3 separate regions of the Mus musculus genome follow, and all the other regions are linked to region 2. The links are chromatin contacts, called in public HiChIP or PLAC-seq maps. All regions are on one chromosome and are shown on one strand. The core of a region is the stretch at or near the end of the contact, and the rest is flanking DNA. Distances in the headings are between cores, read along the strand shown. Region 1 overlaps Wdr11 (WD repeat domain 11). Region 2 holds the start of Fgfr2 (fibroblast growth factor receptor 2). Region 3 overlaps Gm33248 (a long non-coding RNA gene).

The links. HiChIP or PLAC-seq counts read pairs in DNA pulled down with a chosen protein or histone mark.
Region 1: a contact with region 2 is called in an H3K27ac HiChIP or PLAC-seq map of SST interneurons, with 20 times the contacts expected there. The contact joins the enhancer-like site here to the promoter of Fgfr2 in region 2. A contact is called at or near these places in 1 of 484 Hi-C or Micro-C datasets (bone marrow-derived macrophages), 10 of 115 datasets of contacts at active chromatin or transcription factors (SST interneurons, embryonic basal ganglia, embryonic forebrain and 4 more) and 2 of 9 other capture datasets (adipose tissue and embryonic stem cells).
Region 3: an H3K4me3 HiChIP or PLAC-seq map of embryonic limb bud shows a contact between it and region 2, with 13 times the contacts expected there. The contact joins the enhancer-like site here to the promoter of Fgfr2 in region 2. A contact is called at or near these places in 2 of 39 promoter capture datasets (both in embryonic stem cells), 4 of 15 datasets of contacts at CTCF or cohesin (embryonic stem cells, large pre-B cells, pro-B cells and 1 more), 12 of 484 Hi-C or Micro-C datasets (the Patski cell line, bone marrow-derived macrophages, embryonic fibroblasts and 3 more), 20 of 115 datasets of contacts at active chromatin or transcription factors (the NIH/3T3 cell line, craniofacial prominence, embryonic basal ganglia and 13 more) and 4 of 9 other capture datasets (adipose tissue, embryonic stem cells, liver and 1 more).

Annotation. Positions count from the first base shown.
Region 1 is chr7:129,612,041-129,614,740 of GRCm38.p6, reverse strand. Wdr11 (WD repeat domain 11) reads right to left here. Exons shown (of 29, transcript NM_172255.3): 12 at 768-874. Among named protein-coding and RNA genes, the nearest start is that of Wdr11, 22 kb to the right of the region's middle. Within about 2 kb of position 1,275, at least 4 of the 459 cell types and tissues checked have an H3K27ac peak or open chromatin away from gene starts, as enhancers often do. A contact at or near this core is called in SST interneurons, where this site is marked.
Region 2 is chr7:130,265,400-130,268,099 of GRCm38.p6, reverse strand. It overlaps Fgfr2 (fibroblast growth factor receptor 2), which reads left to right and starts at 1,292. Exons shown (of 18, transcript NM_010207.2): 1 at 1,292-2,306. RefSeq lists a promoter at 1,734-1,959.
Region 3 is chr7:129,690,613-129,693,312 of GRCm38.p6, reverse strand. Gm33248 (a long non-coding RNA gene) reads right to left here. Exons shown (of 3, transcript XR_378521.3): 3 at 1-207. Among named protein-coding and RNA genes, the nearest start is that of Gm33248, 25 kb to the right of the region's middle. Within about 2 kb of position 1,317, at least 44 of the 459 cell types and tissues checked have an H3K27ac peak or open chromatin away from gene starts, as enhancers often do. A contact at or near this core is called in craniofacial prominence, embryonic limb bud, neural tube and 1 more, where this site is marked.

The DNA of each region.
Region 1 (2,700 bases), core at 26-2,525, 650 kb after region 2:
CTCAGTTTCCTAGGCTGGCCTTGAACTTGTGATGAGCTGAGTATGATGCATCTTCATCCTCCTGAGTGCTGGGATCACTCCCAGTTTGTGTGGTGCTGGCGCTAGAACTTAGGGCTTCCACATGCTAAGGCAAGCACTGTATGAATGAAGCCACATTCCTAGCTGTAGAATGTTTTCTACTGCAAAGACTTTGTATGCTCCCTAATTCAATCAGCCTTTCGCTATCAAAAGCTTTAGATCTGAGCATTTAAAATCATCACTAACCTATACGATTGTTGAAGGCTTCCTTCATACAATGGTCCAAATTCTAAGCAGAGGACCTAAAATCTACAACTACAGAGAAAGCTTAAAAATTATCTTTTAGAGAGCCTGTGAAGTGGCTCAGCGGGCACAGTCGCTTGCATCGACTTCAATCCCAGGCCAACATGGCTAAAGGAAATGACTGGCTCCCAGGAACTGTCCTCTGACCTCTACATGAATGCTGCTATACATAAAACACTGCAAAAGAAGACTGGACCTCACCTTTTGTCATGCATCTGTGAGTTCAGCTAATGGTTTTCCACTTAGCTTGTGCTACACTAGTGGTGAGTACACAGAAGCAACGCTGTGACATTTCTAGGGCAATTATTATAGAACTAGAGAAAGTAAACAGGATGTAAGAACACACACCAAGGCCAAAGAAAATGCTCTGAGGACATTTTATGCCAGTAGCGTCTCCCATCAGCATGATACACTACCCCAACCTTTCAGGAAGGCGAGACACGGACCTGTTGGGAGATCAACCAGCTGAAGTTCATTTCTTACTAACCCCATGTTGTTTGGGGTCGAAGCAGCAAAAGAAAGGAAACTGGTCAAGCTTGTCCATTCAATACCCCTAGAAAGCAAACACATTTTAGTTTTGTATCTTTTCTCATTTGAAAAATTTATTTGAAAATTTAGGGTATCCTAAGGCCTCATTTTATTACATAATGTAACAAAATATTATTCTTACCCTTTTAGGCTACATTAATGCATTCTTGACATATGTGAAATTTGTTCTAATTAAAATTTTATATCCAAGTATAGTGACAAGATAGTTATCAGTCCATACCATCGTTTAAATGGATACTAAAATCTAGCTAGGGAAAAACACTTCACAGCAATTTTTAAGTACCTAACTGCTTAAAGCAAACAGCACAGAAACATTCAGAGATGAATCCTTCCAGTGTCTGCTAGAGATGTTATCAAAATTCCCAGCTGCAAAACTAGAGCAACATTGGATGGAGCAAAGAGCCTGCCGTTAGCTTTCAGATGGAGACGGCGACAGAAGCTCCAAATGTTCCCTCATGCAGATAAAACCTGGGCTCAGTGAAGGCCACCCCACAGGACAGTATGGATGCCTTGTCCACGTGGGGCTGACAGGGGACTGACAAGCAGTGGTGGTACATTTCTTCCATGTAGTAAAACTAGTTAACACCAATGTCTAAAGCTGGGTCCCATGTACAGTTGTCCATTAATAGCCATAGGCCAGCTCTTTGCAATGCAAATGGTAGAGCCTAGGGCTGCTCTCACAATACAATGGCAGACGTGAGCAGCTGTGAGAACCTTCAGGATCTAAACTCTTAAGCCTCAAAACTTTATTATTGATCCATTATGAAAAATGCTTATTGCCCTCTGATCTACAACAATCTTATGCATGAGATATTTCTTCTTGTTTCTGTCTTGCTTTCCCCAAAGCAGTACAATCGTCTCCTGTGTCTATGTAAGCTCCTGTCTGCAGCTTTCAAGGCCATCAGACATTTGCCTCACCCAAGCTCACTGCTCTATCTTCAGAACTTTACCTGCAGTCATTTATTTTATTTTGAGATATTCTTGCTCTATATTCCAGGTTCACCTCAAGCACACTACATAGCCTATAGTCATTCTCCTGCCTCAGCCTCCCGACTGTGGGATAACCAGGCTAAGGCTCTCAGCCAACTCTCATCTGCTATGTTAACTACAAGCATTTTCTTCATTGGTTCCTGGGTACCCAAGTATTTGTCTTTTCGCAGGACAACATAATCAACAGAGAGCCAAAAACAGCATTTGAAACAGTAGCAATAGCTATAGTAGTTAGGACTAGAATGATTTCAAAACAAAGCTGTACCGAACACCCAGACTAATGGCTGCTTGGAATGAGCACACTTGGGAATTTCCATTCCTGGCTCAAGTTCTCACCTTCTTTCTCCAGACACAGTGGGATGGACGACTCTAGTATTTACCCTCTGCACCTCAGTCTCATTAGTTACACAGAAACAGTACAGAGGGCACCGAGTAGGAGTAGCCATTATCACTCATGGTTAGCACAGTTAGTCAGGAACTAACTGAAGCCCTGCTGTCTTCATCAGGCCTGTTTTAAATAAATACACCCACACTGATTATCATACAACTGGGCCAATCACTAGAAAAGTTCTTTTTTTCCTCTTCTTTCTTTTTTCTTCCCCCCCTAGCAGGTAAGTCCTCACAATTTCTAGAGTAAAAGGAAGAACTCACTGAATGCGATCTACTGTCTGTAAGCCTGGTAGCACCAAGCAGATGTTTGCTTAGAGATTCCCTAAGACCATTTCCCCAAGTCCTGCTGCTAACAATATCAACTCACTAATTCATAATTACACTTGGTATGGTGGTGTCAGTAGCTCTGGGCACTGGCAGCCTGCCTTCCCACTGCCATACATTATTTTT
Region 2 (2,700 bases), core at 43-2,542:
GTTTGTCTTTAGGCACCAGAGAGAGTCTAAGGCTTTTCTGAACTTAGTGACCTATTTGAGCCAGGATCTTATATAGCCCAGGGCTGACACAAACTCAGCATGTACCTGAAACCATTTTCAAGCTCCCGAACTTCTCTTTATCCTGCGAGGTCTGGGACCTCAATAATTGACCCAATAATTAAGATTCAATTTATTTAGACAAAATGTAGCTGGCTTCAAACTTACTATGTAGACCAAGTTGGCCCCCAAACACAAGGCAATCCTCCTGCCTCACACTTCTGAGTGCTAGAGTTACAATTTATATGGCCTTGACTTTAAACACAACTGCTCAAGGGATGAAAGAGAGAAAGGGAGTGCGTACTGAAAGATAAATGATCTCAAGGTAGTCTAGTGGGAGAGACAAATGGGAGATGCCAATCATTACAGCCCGGCCTGACATTTAGTTAAAGAATCCTGCTTTGCAACAGAAGAGTGTAAGAGTCAGGGAGAGAATCCAATTTGCTCACGGTCAGATGACTTGGTTTTTGGTAGAGTGAGTGTGTTTTCTGTTTCTGATTCTTTGTTTCTTTCTCTGTTTCTTTCTTAGGTGGCATGGAGATCAGGCCTTGTACATGCAAGGCAAGCGTTCTACTACTAGGCTACATCTCCAACACCTCTCTAGACTCTTTCAAGTTTCTTCCCCCTCTCATTAATTAATTAATTAATTAATTTTCATTTTATTTGATTGGTATGGATGTTTGCCTGCATGTCTGTCTGCACATTGTGCATGCAGTATCTCTGAAGGCCAGAAGAGGGCGTCGGGACTCCTGGAACTGGACTTAGAGGTGATTGTGAGCAAGCCAAGTGGATGCTGGGAATTGAACCAATCTCTGGCAGTATTCTTAAACTACGGAGCCATTTCTCCAGCCCTACTTTCTTTTAAATATTTATTTCTATTTTTAAACTATATGCCTGTATCTTTGTGTTCACGAGTGCAGTTTCCTAAGGAGACCAGAGGCTTTGGATGACTCTGCAACTGGGGTTACAGGCCATTGTGAGGGACTGATATTTAGCCAGCAACTGGCTTTTGGCCTTTAAGAAGGCAGGAAGCACTCTGAACTGCTGATCCATCTCCAGCCCTCCTTTGGATTTCTTTATGTTAACCTACATTGATACTATTAAAGATGTTTTCTGTTGTAGATTGCCTTTTCCCATGGCAGCCACATTAAAGGGCTCATCCAGCAGCCGGTTGTGTTAACCTCTCCGATCTTCAGTTTTCTTGTCAGAATCTGGTTCTGTTACTCTGCAGGCAGATGTGCGGATAAGTACAATTACCTATTCACGTGTTCCCTTCCTAAAGGAGGGTTTCCCAAACACTCGTCCCCTGTCTATTGTTCAGAGGAACAAGACAACGCAACATCTCCCACGAACATCCGCTGCTTCCACCCTCAAAGCTTCATGACATGAAATGTCTGGCCCCAGTATGCTGCAGACCTATTCTAAGGTGTCTGAAGTTGCACAGCATTCTGTCATTTGTTTCCTAACTTGACATAAAACAACGTAACGCATCCACTGTGCACCAAAGCTGGCTAGGAACTGGGGCAGTGGCGTACAGAGGCCGTTCACCAACAGGGTTCCGAGAGGTCATCTGTGCACCCCTGCGGGCAGCGCGGCGGGGCCCCTCGCCTGCCTGGCGGGTGTCTCTTTGCGGCTGCTAGGCTTCGGGGGCAGCGCGGGGCTCGGGACTGCCCCAGCGCGAGGCGCTGATTGGCAGAGCGGGCGCCGCCGTCCAGGAAACGGCTCGGGTTTCAGCGGGGGGCGTGACCCGCCCGAGGAGGCTGCGGCGGCGGCGCGGGCGGCGAGGGGAGAGAGCCGGGAGAGGCGAGCGGCGGCGGCGGCAGGCGCGGAACGGGCGCACGGACGATCGAACGCGCGGCCGCCAGAGCTCCGGCGCGGGGGCTGCCTGTGTGTTCCTGGCCCGGCGTGGCGACTGCTCTCCGGGCTGGCGGGGGCCGGGCGTGAGCCCCCGGGCCTCAGCGTTCCTGAGCGCTGCGAGTGTTCACTACTCGCCAGCAAAGTTTGGAGTAGGCAACGCCAAGCTCCAGTCCTTTCTTCTGCTGCTGCCCAGATCCGAGAGCAGCTCCGGTGTCATGTCCTAGCTGTTCTGCGATCCCCGGCGCGCGTGAAGCCTCGGAACCTTGGCGCCGGCTGCTACCCAAGGAATCGTTCTCTTTTTGGAGTTTTCCTCCGAGATCATCGCCTGCTCCATCCCGATCCACTCTGGGCTCCGGCGCAGCACCGAGCGCAGAGGAGCGCTGCCATTCAAGGTAATCGTCGTGCCGAACGCCTCTGGGAGCTTCGCCAGCCGGGAAAGTGGGTGCCGTGGGAGGATGCGGGGGCGCAGGATCCCCGGGAGGAAGGCGCGGGTAAACCTATTTGGGGGCGCACCCTGTCAGTCTCTGACTGTATTGGTGATGGAGGAGTGGATGAATGCGGATGGCTGGCTTTGGGGGAGTTCTTTCAGCACCTCCATCCCAATGCTGACATCTGCCTCTGCCGCTGGCACCCCTTTCCTGTCAGACTCCGGCGGGCACAGTCCTGCCTACTGGGCGCGTTCCTTTGAGCTCAGAGCCGGCGCGCCGTGGGGCCGCCTGCCAGTGGCACAGCCCATAGGCGGTTCGGGAAGGGCATCTTTGGGGTGCCTGGTCCTTGGATTCTGGA
Region 3 (2,700 bases), core at 68-2,567, 570 kb after region 2:
ACGGATATAATCACCAACTTCCATTTGAAGTCCCATCCATCGCAGCTCCTCTTCCTGATGTATCCCAGCCAGTCCTGTATCTTCTCGCGACTTTCCCACCTCTTTGCTTTGGTCTGTTCTGCTTCAGTGGTCATCATAGCTTTCCAAAGGGCAGTGCCCAGAATGCCAGCATCTGCATCGCCCAGGAGCCTGCTAGGATGTCAGTTCCTGGATCCCAGAAAGTTATACAGATAGAAAAGAGATTTTTTTTAATTTTTGAGATTATAATTTAATTACATTTCTCCCTTCTCTTTCTTCCCTCTAAAACACCCCGTAATTCCCATTCCTACTCCCCTTCAGATTCAAAGCCTATTTTCCCCCCACTAATTGTTGGAAAGCAGAGACAGTTTATGGAACACAGCTACACAGATGGAATAGCAAATGCATTCCTGAGGCAGGTGCCCATGTTTGGCACTCTTAGACTCTGAGATGTCCCTTGGTGGCAGTGCCAGGTGCCAGAGATCTAAAGGAAGGAGAAAGAATGTCAGGAGGGCCCAGAAACATGTCTGCCTAGCAGTGAGGTTAGGAGATGGAGCATATACATGAATGATCCTGGCATGAATGAACAGAAGAGATGAGCACAAAGGATGCCCAATGCTACCTGTACCTAAGGGTGGGACCTACCCCATACAGAGATGCAAGAAGGCTCAAGGCCCACACTAACCCCTGCAGGTGGCATCCAACAAGGAAATTCTCTAGGTCAAGTATGTAGATATTTTGAATGCTTGGTCTCATGATTTTTGTTTTTTGGTTTTTGGGTTTTTTTTTTTTTTTTTTTTTTTTTTGTCCCTGTAGTAGATTATGTGTCCTGGTGACATCAATACCTGTATCATTGCTCATTGAGGGGGACCCTCCACCATGGGTCGGGCTGGACACTATGCCCACATGCCTATCAAAGGGAAAAGACGCTAGGATCAAACTGAGAATTCAGTTTGTGATCAGACTGTGACAGATGGGAGAGTAGAGTTGGGAAAGTCATGTCAGTTCTCAGAGCTTCGGATTGCTACTCTGTAAACTGAGGAAGACAAACCCCACCTCTCAGGCTGTTGCTGAGGAAGTCAAAGTGAACTGGAAAAGGCATTGAAGGCTCCACACAAACACAGGCAGGGAGCAAGGGCTCTGTCTTTCCCCATCCCTTGTTCGGAACAGGATCCCAGTCACGGGCTGCTCCCCTCTCAAGTGGAAGAAAGTCAGTCAGCAGTCCCATTGACTGCCTTGGCTCTGGCAGCCAGGCTCTGAAACCACCCACAAAGATGATGTTTCAGTACTTTGACGGGCATGCCTGTGCTGAGCACAGAAGGTTTGCATTTTCCTTGGGACAGTTGGAGAGACAGGAAGTGGGAGGCACTGGGAGGCAGAAGGAGGGTCCCAAGCCAGGGCCAGCAGGAGAGCCTGAAGGATGCCAGAAAGCCTGTAATGGATGCTCAAGTGACCAGAGAAGGACAAGGGGAGCCTGTTTAAGACCCAGGTCCTTGGCATTTTGCTCAGAGTGCTCAGTTAAAAAGGGTGTAAGGCACTGAGGCTGGGAGGTGGCTCGGGAGTCTAAGCAGTGATGTGTGACTCCATGGTTGTACCTCACACAAGGGAGTCGCATTACAAATTCCTGAAAGGGGCCAGCCTCAGGCTGTGAGTTCTTCTCTGAGTAGACTCCTAGGCTCTGCAGGCAATGCTAGTAACTGTCCCTGGCCTGCGTTCCTAATTCCCTTTTGTCCCCTGTCTCTGGATCGTCATCATTCTTGGGATCCTTCTGGGCATGGCTGGGGTCCACATGGACACCAACAGCAGTGGGGCAAAGCATTGGGATAGAAGTGACCATCCTCTCCTCCCCACAACCAGAACAATACCCCAAGATCTCTCTTGACTCCCAAGAACCCTGGCTTCGCTCTGCCATCTCCTGGAGCTCCTTTGTCCCTCTTTATCCCTCAGTATCGGGTCAAGAAGACCTGGCTCCATTCACCACAAGTTATAAAAAAGAAGTCAGAGACTCCCCTGAAAGCAGAGTAACATCCCCCCGCCCCCCACACACACATACAGAGGATGCCCATAGTAGTCATCAAAGCCTACCACACAAACTTTATTGCCGACGAGTCAGTAAGGTCTCCTGGTCCCCCCTGCAGTCCAACACTGCCCTTTGGTGTTTGTCTTGTCCTAAAATAAAGTGCATGTGCCTTTGTCACCAGACCACATGAAAAAACAGGAACTACTGTCCTTCGTCTCCCAGACCCTGGGCTGAGCCTCAGGCGAGGGCATGGTTAGTACTTAAAAGCTAGATATGAATGGACACTAACCCAGTAGACAGCTGGCTCTGGGAAGTCATTCTGAAGTGATCCCTGGGCCAGCTTCACTGCTGACCTTCTTCAGATAAGAAGGTGCCCTCTGAATTCTACCGGCCCACCTCTTTGCTCACCCCCGCTCTGGGGCTGAGAATCGGTGGTCCTCTATCTGAGAGAAGCCCACAGACAGGCTCTCTCTGTGTGTTTGGAGTGCCCCGGGACTAGACCAAGGTGCTTGCTACCTCCCTCCTTCCAGCCCTCTTTCAAAGCCCCCTTTGCACTGCTAAGTCGTCCTGAAGGTCCAGCCGGCTTCTCCTCTGGTTTGCTTCACATCCCCTGCCTTCCTGTGTCCCCAAACTAAGTGGTCAGGACAGCCCTTGTCTTGACT